Linked DNA regions of Mus musculus: region 1 is linked to region 2. Evidence: chromatin contacts called from public Hi-C data. All regions are on one chromosome and are shown on one strand. Each heading gives the region's core, a stretch centred on a gene start, on an enhancer-like site or on the middle of the called end of the contact. The rest is flanking DNA. Distances are from core to core; before and after follow the strand shown. Region 1 has its middle 39 kb from the start of Fabp7. Region 2 holds the start of Hsf2 (heat shock factor 2).

What was found. Hi-C and Micro-C count contacts between places; a contact is called where the count stands out from the background.
Region 1: a contact with region 2 is called in a Hi-C map of Th1 cells, with 4 times the contacts expected there. The contact joins the enhancer-like site here to the promoter of Hsf2 in region 2. A contact is called at or near these places in 8 of 39 promoter capture datasets (the 3T3-L1 cell line, 3T3-L1-derived adipocytes, the C10 cell line and 5 more), 19 of 484 Hi-C or Micro-C datasets (the C2C12 cell line, CD4 T cells, CD8 T cells and 14 more), 9 of 115 datasets of contacts at active chromatin or transcription factors (CD8 T cells, astrocytes, bone marrow-derived dendritic cells and 5 more) and 3 of 9 other capture datasets (adipose tissue, liver and pancreatic islet).

The regions. Positions count from the first base shown.
Region 1 is chr10:57,744,234-57,748,024 of GRCm38.p6, reverse strand. No RefSeq gene overlaps it. Among named protein-coding and RNA genes, the nearest start is that of Fabp7, 39 kb to the left of the region's middle. Within about 2 kb of position 2,359, at least 58 of the 459 cell types and tissues checked have an H3K27ac peak or open chromatin away from gene starts, as enhancers often do. A contact at or near this core is called in Th1 cells, astrocytes, bone marrow-derived dendritic cells and 5 more, where this site is marked.
Region 2 is chr10:57,483,921-57,488,024 of GRCm38.p6, reverse strand. Hsf2 (heat shock factor 2) reads right to left here and starts at 1,640. Exons shown (of 12, transcript NM_008297.3): 1 at 1,424-1,640. The coding sequence starts at 1,516. 4930467K11Rik (RIKEN cDNA 4930467K11 gene) reads left to right here and starts at 1,672. Exons shown (of 4, transcript NR_045353.1): 1 at 1,672-1,842; 2 at 2,951-2,986; 3 at 3,658-3,887.

The sequences.
Region 1 (3,791 bases), core at 1,110-3,609, 260 kb before region 2:
AAAGTTGAAAAATTGATTTGGATTGGTCTCATTAGCCCTTGCCTTAGAGGGAGACACCCAAGATTCAGATCTGGTGCGTACACAAATAAAGCTTGGTTTAATTCGGGTTGATGGTCTTTTTCCATCATGTTTGTGGAATTAGCAGTTGTTGCTTTGCTCCTATCCAGACAATCCATAGAAAGTTCTTGAGCATAGAAATTCTACTCATTTATGCTACCTGAGCCTGGTTGTGTCCCAGCCTGTTAAAATGCAGTAGTGTGAGTGTTAGACCCAACAGTAGTTCAGGATCCAGGTTTGTTTTTTTGTTTTTGTTTTTTCTGCCTGCATCTCTGATTGTTGAGGGCATTTCAAATGCTATTTTTTTTTTCAGGCAATTACAAAACAAACAGAGAAGGAAATTTTCATCTCAGGAGAGACTGCTTTTGTGAATAAATCATCAGCTAGGGGAAGGAAGGTGGATATGCAATAAATGTTATCAAGTGTCATCAAAGAGGTATTTGTGAATAATGAGCAAAGATGTCTGTTGATCAAAGGAATGTGGGATTTTATTTTGTTCAAATTTACTAATACCTTCATTTTCTGATGAGCATGTCTGTTTTTTTGTAGTTAGGTATTTTGTCAACTTCACCCTGCCTACAGTCATCTGATAGGAAAGTCTCAGTTGAGAAATGTTCTAGATCAGATTGGCCCATGGCCATGTCTGTGGGTGGAACTGTCTTTTGTTACCTGATGAGAGAGGGCCCAGCCCACTGTCCCTAGGCATGTGGTCATGAGCTATATGAGGAAAGCTAGCTGAGCTTGAGCCTGTGTGAGAACCTCAGCCTAGGAGAAGATTTCCTATGCTTCCCTCAAGGATGAACTGTGACCTAGGAGTTTAAGCTAAATTGTTTCCTCCCATAAATCATTTTTGTCAGAATACTTTTATCACCTTAGTAAGGAGGAAACTACAAGTCAGTTTTTGCTGACTGCTGCCCACTTTTCATTTATCTACTACAAGGTAGGATTTGCTTTTGTTTGCATTTGCTTACAGGGACAAAACCCAGATGTCTCAGCCTGATTTTCCTGGGTCTTCGGGATCTTTGCAGAACCTCATTTTCAATGTTGAACCTTGCTTTTCTCTGTGTGTACCACAATGTGAAACTCAACAATCCACCTATGCAATTCTGGTCGCCACTCGGCACCTCTCATCTGAAATACTTGCCATTCCTTTTGAGTTCAGCCTTCCTCTGTGAGTTCACTCCATTGCCTCATTTGTAGCCTTCACTTATCACAGCTTACTCTGTCATGTGACCCACACTGATGCTGCTGCTCATCATTTGGCTGATCCTGAACGGAGGAGACAGCAGAAGCTTTGTAGGAGCACTCAGAGAGGCAGCCATAGAGGGGGCCCTCTTTTCACCCTCTCTGGCCACTGAAGACCTAATAGCTCTATGAGAACTCCAGAGCCATCCGGAACAGGAATGGGGTGCAATGAAGGGGCACAGGAAGCTTTTTTCCACAAGGAAGGAAGTTCTTATGAGTTCAACTCACTGAAATAGGAGGGCTTATCACCAAGGCAACACAGTGTAACATGTACGCAACCTAGGAAAGTTAGGCAGGCATCAGAATGGAACTAAATGTTTCCATATCTTGGAGAGGTAGTAAGGACTGAGGACTCAGCACACTCGTGTAGAATTAAGCTGTCATGCATGAGCATTGAAGAACTTGCTAATAATACCTTCAGTCAATGCTGAGAAACAAAGTCACCAAGTTTGAGTGTACTTTTCTGGAGATCACATGCAATATGCCCCATCTGTCTCCTCTCAAACTAGAAAAAAACAAAATAAGTAGTTCAGGGAAAATAAAATATAAATTTGTTTGCAAGAGTGAACAGGCCATTATTGCCAGAGTTTTATTCTTTTAAAATATCTCAAAAATAAATCCCCAAATTCAAAGACTATCAAGTCTAGGTTGTTAGCTTTCCTATAACTTCAGTTTAAGAAAACTGAAACTCTAGGAATGTGTAATAAAAGAGTACCTGCAAAGAAGCAAAGTATTCTTTCTCCCTCTTTTGGATTTAGTGATGGAATAACCCAGCCGCTGAGCCTCATTTTCTGCTAATAGGCAGAGTTAACTGATCAGTTCATCCCCCCAGTCTCTGATCATCATGGAGTAATCATTGCCTCACTACCTCCTGGTCCATTTCATAAACTTCCATTTTCTTGAGACAGAGATGTTCTGGTCTGAGGAGTGAGACTGTGTACTTGTTAATTATCACTGGGAGGTGAACACCTGCTCCAGAGACCTACAGACAGCCTGTCTGTGTTAACAGAGAATACTAGCAAAGACTGGCTGGTAACAGGAAGCAAGCAGACATGTGTCATGACCCTGCAACCTTTTGTAAAAGTAGTAAAAGCAGAATTATTACAGGGTGTGGCCCTCAGTGCAGAGGAAGTGAAATAAGTTGTGTCTTGTTTTCTCTACATGTTTAGTGACCTTGTGTGTGTACTTAAATCCCAGCTAATAGGCACCAAGAACAAAAATTATTCATTCAATGATTATAGCAGTACCTTAGAAAGAGATGGTATAGCTCATGAGAACCTGGAGGGGAGGCATAAACAGAAGCAAAAGAAACCCCGGGGCGGAGGAATCCACACTGAATTCTGCATCTGCTCTGTAACTTCAAAAGGACTTTGTTATAAATAAAAAGCATTCTTTTTCTTTAAAAAAAAAGATTTAATTATTATGATTAAGCACACTGTAACTGTCTTCAGACACACCAGAAGAGGGCGTCAAATCTCATTACGGATGGTTGTAAGCCACCATGTGCATGTATGTGGTTTCTGGGATTTGAACTCAGGACCTTCAGAAGAGCAGTCAGTACTCTTACCTGCTGAGCCATCTCTCCAGCCCAATAAAAAGCATTCTTGCCTTTAAACACATCCTCACCGTCAATAATCACCTTAACCTTTTAACTCATTTGTGCCTCAGTTTCTCCTGGTGCAAAACAGGGACAATAGTAGTACCATACCACGGGAGTATATGACTTATAAGGACCCATGTGAATAAAGCTCTCAGAATGATATGTGTACATCAGAGAACTATTATGGAAGTGTCTCTTGCTATCTGGGGAGATGATAGAAGTCCACAGTTTGGCTCTCTTACTCCTATATTCCTTTATCTCTCACTTTTCTCACTTCTCTCTCCCCTCTCCTTTCTCTTTGTCTTCTCCTCTCCTCTCTCCCCTCCCCCTTTCTCTCTCTTCTCTCTTTCCCCTGCATTTCTATAATAAACTCTTAAACCATAAAACAAAAAAGAAGTCCACAGTTTGAAAGTTCCATTTCTGAAGCCAGCCTGCCTTGCTTTAAAACCTGTCTTTGCCTCTTACTGGGCTCATCTTGGGTAGCCATTTTGGGCCATGTGCTCTCATGCATAGGGCTATAGTCAGAACTAATTATGTATGAAGCACTTAGGATAATAGTTAATGCTTAGTGTTAGACATTATGTTCTTCTCATGCTATCACTTGCATGTGTCCTCTCTAGGGAAAATACTCCAGTGGTACCAGCAGCTATACTCAGTGCCTTTAGTCCCCAACAGTTCCTTGCCAAGACTTCTTGGCCAGCATCCTCTTTGTACATTCAACGTTCCCACACAGCACACAGTGAGAAAATAGCTATCTCCTCCACCCCCACCCTGGGAAGACCAGGCAAATCAGTTAACCTCATGTCCTTTCTTTTAAGAGTCCCATTTTCTCACTAAGGAGGCTGTGCTCTGATAGAAGATATTCTGCACTAAGGCAAGAATAAAGACG
Region 2 (4,104 bases), core at 391-2,890:
AGCTGAGGAGCGGTCTGCACTGATCCGGTCTCGTCAACCTTTAATCCTTCTGCCTGATGAAAAGCATGAGCCGTCTGTTTATTTTAAGTTCATGCTGGTTAGCTGCCTTTCTTTATTTTCACTTCTTTGTACCAATGTATCAAATTAATCAATTGCTTAGTCTACACAACCAGCAGGGGTTGGGGGTGGGGCACCTATGTGACAATACACACGAAAATTAAATCCTAGAAAGAAATTTTTAAAACTTGGCACTAATACTCAGCAAAAATTCAGTGACATAGTTGTCCAAATATCAGGTATATTCTATTGCTGTTACCTCCTAAAAGCAGGCAAGGGTGAAAACTAGTTTTAACAACAGAAAAGGGCACAAATGAAACGGAGGAGATAACATTTATTTGACATATAGCTAGGTATTTCCCACTTACTCATCTCAAAAACTGTGAACATGAAAATACCCTGAATAAGTCATCAACTCCAGTAAGAGGAGCCGATCCCCTTCATGAAGAGATTTGAACAATCCAAGCATTGCGAGTCTAGCAAAGGAAAGGCACAAGTGATGTAAAGAATCACTCTGCAAAGAATCTTTGTGTGGAACTGGGGGGAGGGGGTCTTGGGTCACCTAGGCAACGCATCAATCTAACACATAACTTAGACCAGGCAAGATACCGGGCTTGATTAAGGTCATCTTTATTTATAAGGAGGATCTGGATCAAACTGATCAAGGCAACCACAAACCACTATGCCGGCAACTATTCTGTGAAATTTAACGACTCGGTTTTTAACTCCAAGCCGCTAAGTTACTAAGCATAGTCTACAGGCACTTTTACTTGAATTATTTTAAAGAAACGACCCAGTCTCAAAACAATAACTGGGAAATTTCTATGTTAAAACTACATAAATAAAATACATAAATAAAATTTAAAAGCTCAAGGCAAGAGCAGTCGGAGTCTGCACATTTTCCCATTATCATCATAAAAGATCCCAGACGCCAGGGCAAGCAATCCCCGCGGAGGTGATTTCTTTAGATAAGACCTGTGCTCGCTCACTAGCCCGCTCGCCCGCTCTCCCGGGGCTCCGCGACCTCCGCGCCCCGCGGCGAGCAGACGACTGAGGATGAGTGTGCAGAACGCGCCGCCGGGGCCGGTTCCGAGCTCCCCGGGCCGGCGGGACCGTTACCAGGGCGCCCCTCCCCCACGGCGCGCGGCCGGAGGAGAACGGAGCCTGCGGGGCCCGGCTCGCCGCGCACACAAAGCCGGGGGTCCGCGCGAGGTGGGGAGGCCGCGCGCCGCCGCAGGCCGCGGGAGAAGCCGAGCCCAGCCCAGCCCAGCCCAACCCAGCCCAGCCGAGCCGAGCCGAAACGAGCCGAGCCGAGCCGAGCCGGTTCGACAAGGGGGACCCGAGGCCACCGCGTCCCCGACCCTACCTGACTCCAGGTGATGAACTCGTTGGTGTGGGTTTCCTCCACAAGCGTCCACAGCTTGCTGAGGAAAGCCGGCACGTTGGAACTCTGCTTCATTGTTAGCCCGGTGCAGGGATTCCAAATTCTACTACCGAACGCGGAGGTCGCAGCGGCGGCGGCGGCGGCGGCGGCGGCAGCAGCGGCGGTGGCAGCAGCTGCTGCTCCGGGGAACGCACACCACGCAGGCGCGGCGGATCTCGGGCTCCGCCCCCTCGGCGCCGCGGGGCGCGCGGTGAAGGCGGAGAGACCCCGCGGCCGCACGTGATGGACAAGGCTTCGCGCTCCACCCCTGCGCTCTACTCCCGCGCCCGGTCTCAGCGAGTCCAATCCAAGGCTTCGGATGCACTACAGAGCAAAGCGATTGGCTGCTGCCGCGAGGAGGGGTGGGCCCAAGAGTGGTTCAGCCTTCTCTGTTACCTTTTAGGCAGGGTACTCTCTTAGGGAATGATATTGGGTCCAGGGAAACCTTGTTTAGTGGATTCGCATGGAAAGGGTTTGGGTGCACCGGCTGTGGCTGGCAGAGTGCAGAGAAGCCCAAGGGCAGTTGACTCATAAGTTTGACCGGCGAAGAGTAATTTGCTCCAATCTAAAGGAAGGAATACATCACATGGGGCAGTGAGCTGCTTGTGAGCAGATGTGCTAGGCCCCTGGTTGAAACTATCTTAAAGACAATGAGCTTTTCTATACATTTTTCATGGGGAGAAAAATAGCTCATTTAAGGACAGTTTTATCAAAACCTGAAGCATGAATAATAGTTCCCTATTTGTGAAGTACTTGCTATTGTGTGTGTGTGTGTGTGTGTGTGTGTGTGTGTGTGTGTGTACTATTAGGAGCCAGCATCTGTTAAGAGCATCTTATATGCTTTTCTCAACTCAGCAAGCATCAGGTGCCTGTCATAAGCCCAGTTCAAAAGCAACGAGTCTAGTTTTAGAGTATCTGAGTCAAAATGATTGTTCTGCATGTACCTCACAGGGGTTTCCTCAGGCAAAATGTGATTCGGAACAGCTTCTTGAGCGAAATTTCCCATTTCTTCATTGACAATAAGACTTTCTACCCGTGAAGAGTAGCTATAATAACGTGGATCTCTGAAAAAAAGATTTTTTAAAAAACTTTTTTTGTTGTTGTTTTGTTTTGTTTGTTACTTAATAGCTGATCATAGTGTCTGGAATCTGTAAGTCAAGCACTCTGGAGGCTGAGGTAGAACTGTGGAGCAGTGGAGGTCAACCTGGGTTAAATAGTGAGCTCCAGGTATCCTGGGCTAATGGCAAGAAATATAGATAGATAGATAGATAGATAGATAGATAGATAGATAGATAGACAGACAGACAACTTTTTCAGTAAGCATATACTGAACACAGTCATACAGCACTGTTTGGATATATGATGGGGATATATGATGGGGTAACTGTGATTTTAAAAAAAAAGACTAATATTTGATGAGGTCTTATGTGACAAGGGCTTTGCATGTCTTATCCTATTTAATCCTCACAGCAACCCAAAGAGGAAGCTTCAAAGGGTCTGATTCAGGTTGGTACAAATTCTATTCAACCAGTTACACAAAGCTAATCAGAACCAACTCTGTAGCCAGATTCCCAGAGTGGGTTAGCTAGAAGTTTCCAAGCACATTCCAATGCGATGATGGGTTGCTTTACCTCAGTTTGGGAATATTTTCAGTCCCAGAGCCTCACAGAGAAAATGGCAGTGAAAATCCTGCTGTAGTTACAGCAGATAAAGCCCTAGGAAAGCGTTTCCTCTTCTGGTCCGTCACTGCATGCTTACAAATCTAAACAGCCACTTCCAGACTGGAAACTACCCAATGGTGTCCCATGTTTCTAGAATAAGTCCTGCCCTGTTATAATGGCACAGATCTTTTGTGATCCCATGACCATCGTCCTGTCCACTCATTGTCAATCTCTGTTCATGTCTTTGTCACACTTGGTAGCTGTACTGCAGGTAAGAAGAATTCATATTCTTTCACGTCTCTATTAATTCTGGCATGCTGTTAGCTCTGTCATGTGCTTAGCCTGCAGGGACAAGCAGAATTCCACACAGAATTTATGACGACTCTTCTTGTTTGTCAGGTTGACTACATCTGGAATTTAATAAAAACCCAAGTGGCTGGGTACACCAATGAGGGGGGTTTCTTGATTGAATAATCTTAGGTGGAAAGATGCACCCTAAATCCAGATCTTTTGCAGCAGGAAGATCCACCTTAAATCTGGGCCAAAACTTTTGCTGGCAGCCTGAATAGAATATGGAAGAAGGAAGCACTTGCTGTTTTCCCTGCTTGCTCTTGCTTTTGCTGGCAACTTCATACCTTGGAGTCCAAAATAAACTGAAGAACAGCTAAGACATTCAGCTTCAAGGACTGAACAACTAATGAATTCTTGGACTCCACAGACATAGACAGCCATCGTTGGACTTGCCTGTAAGCAACTCTAATTAATCCCATATGTATGCTTGTGTGTATAATATATTCATAAATACATACATAAATCATATATAATATATAATGTATATATGGTGATGTATATAAAGCATATAAATGAGTATATGTATTCATTTTATCAATTCTATTTCTCCAGAGAACCCCGGCTGATACAGAATACATATTTTTGTAAAACCTCCCTTAATGATGTATTATC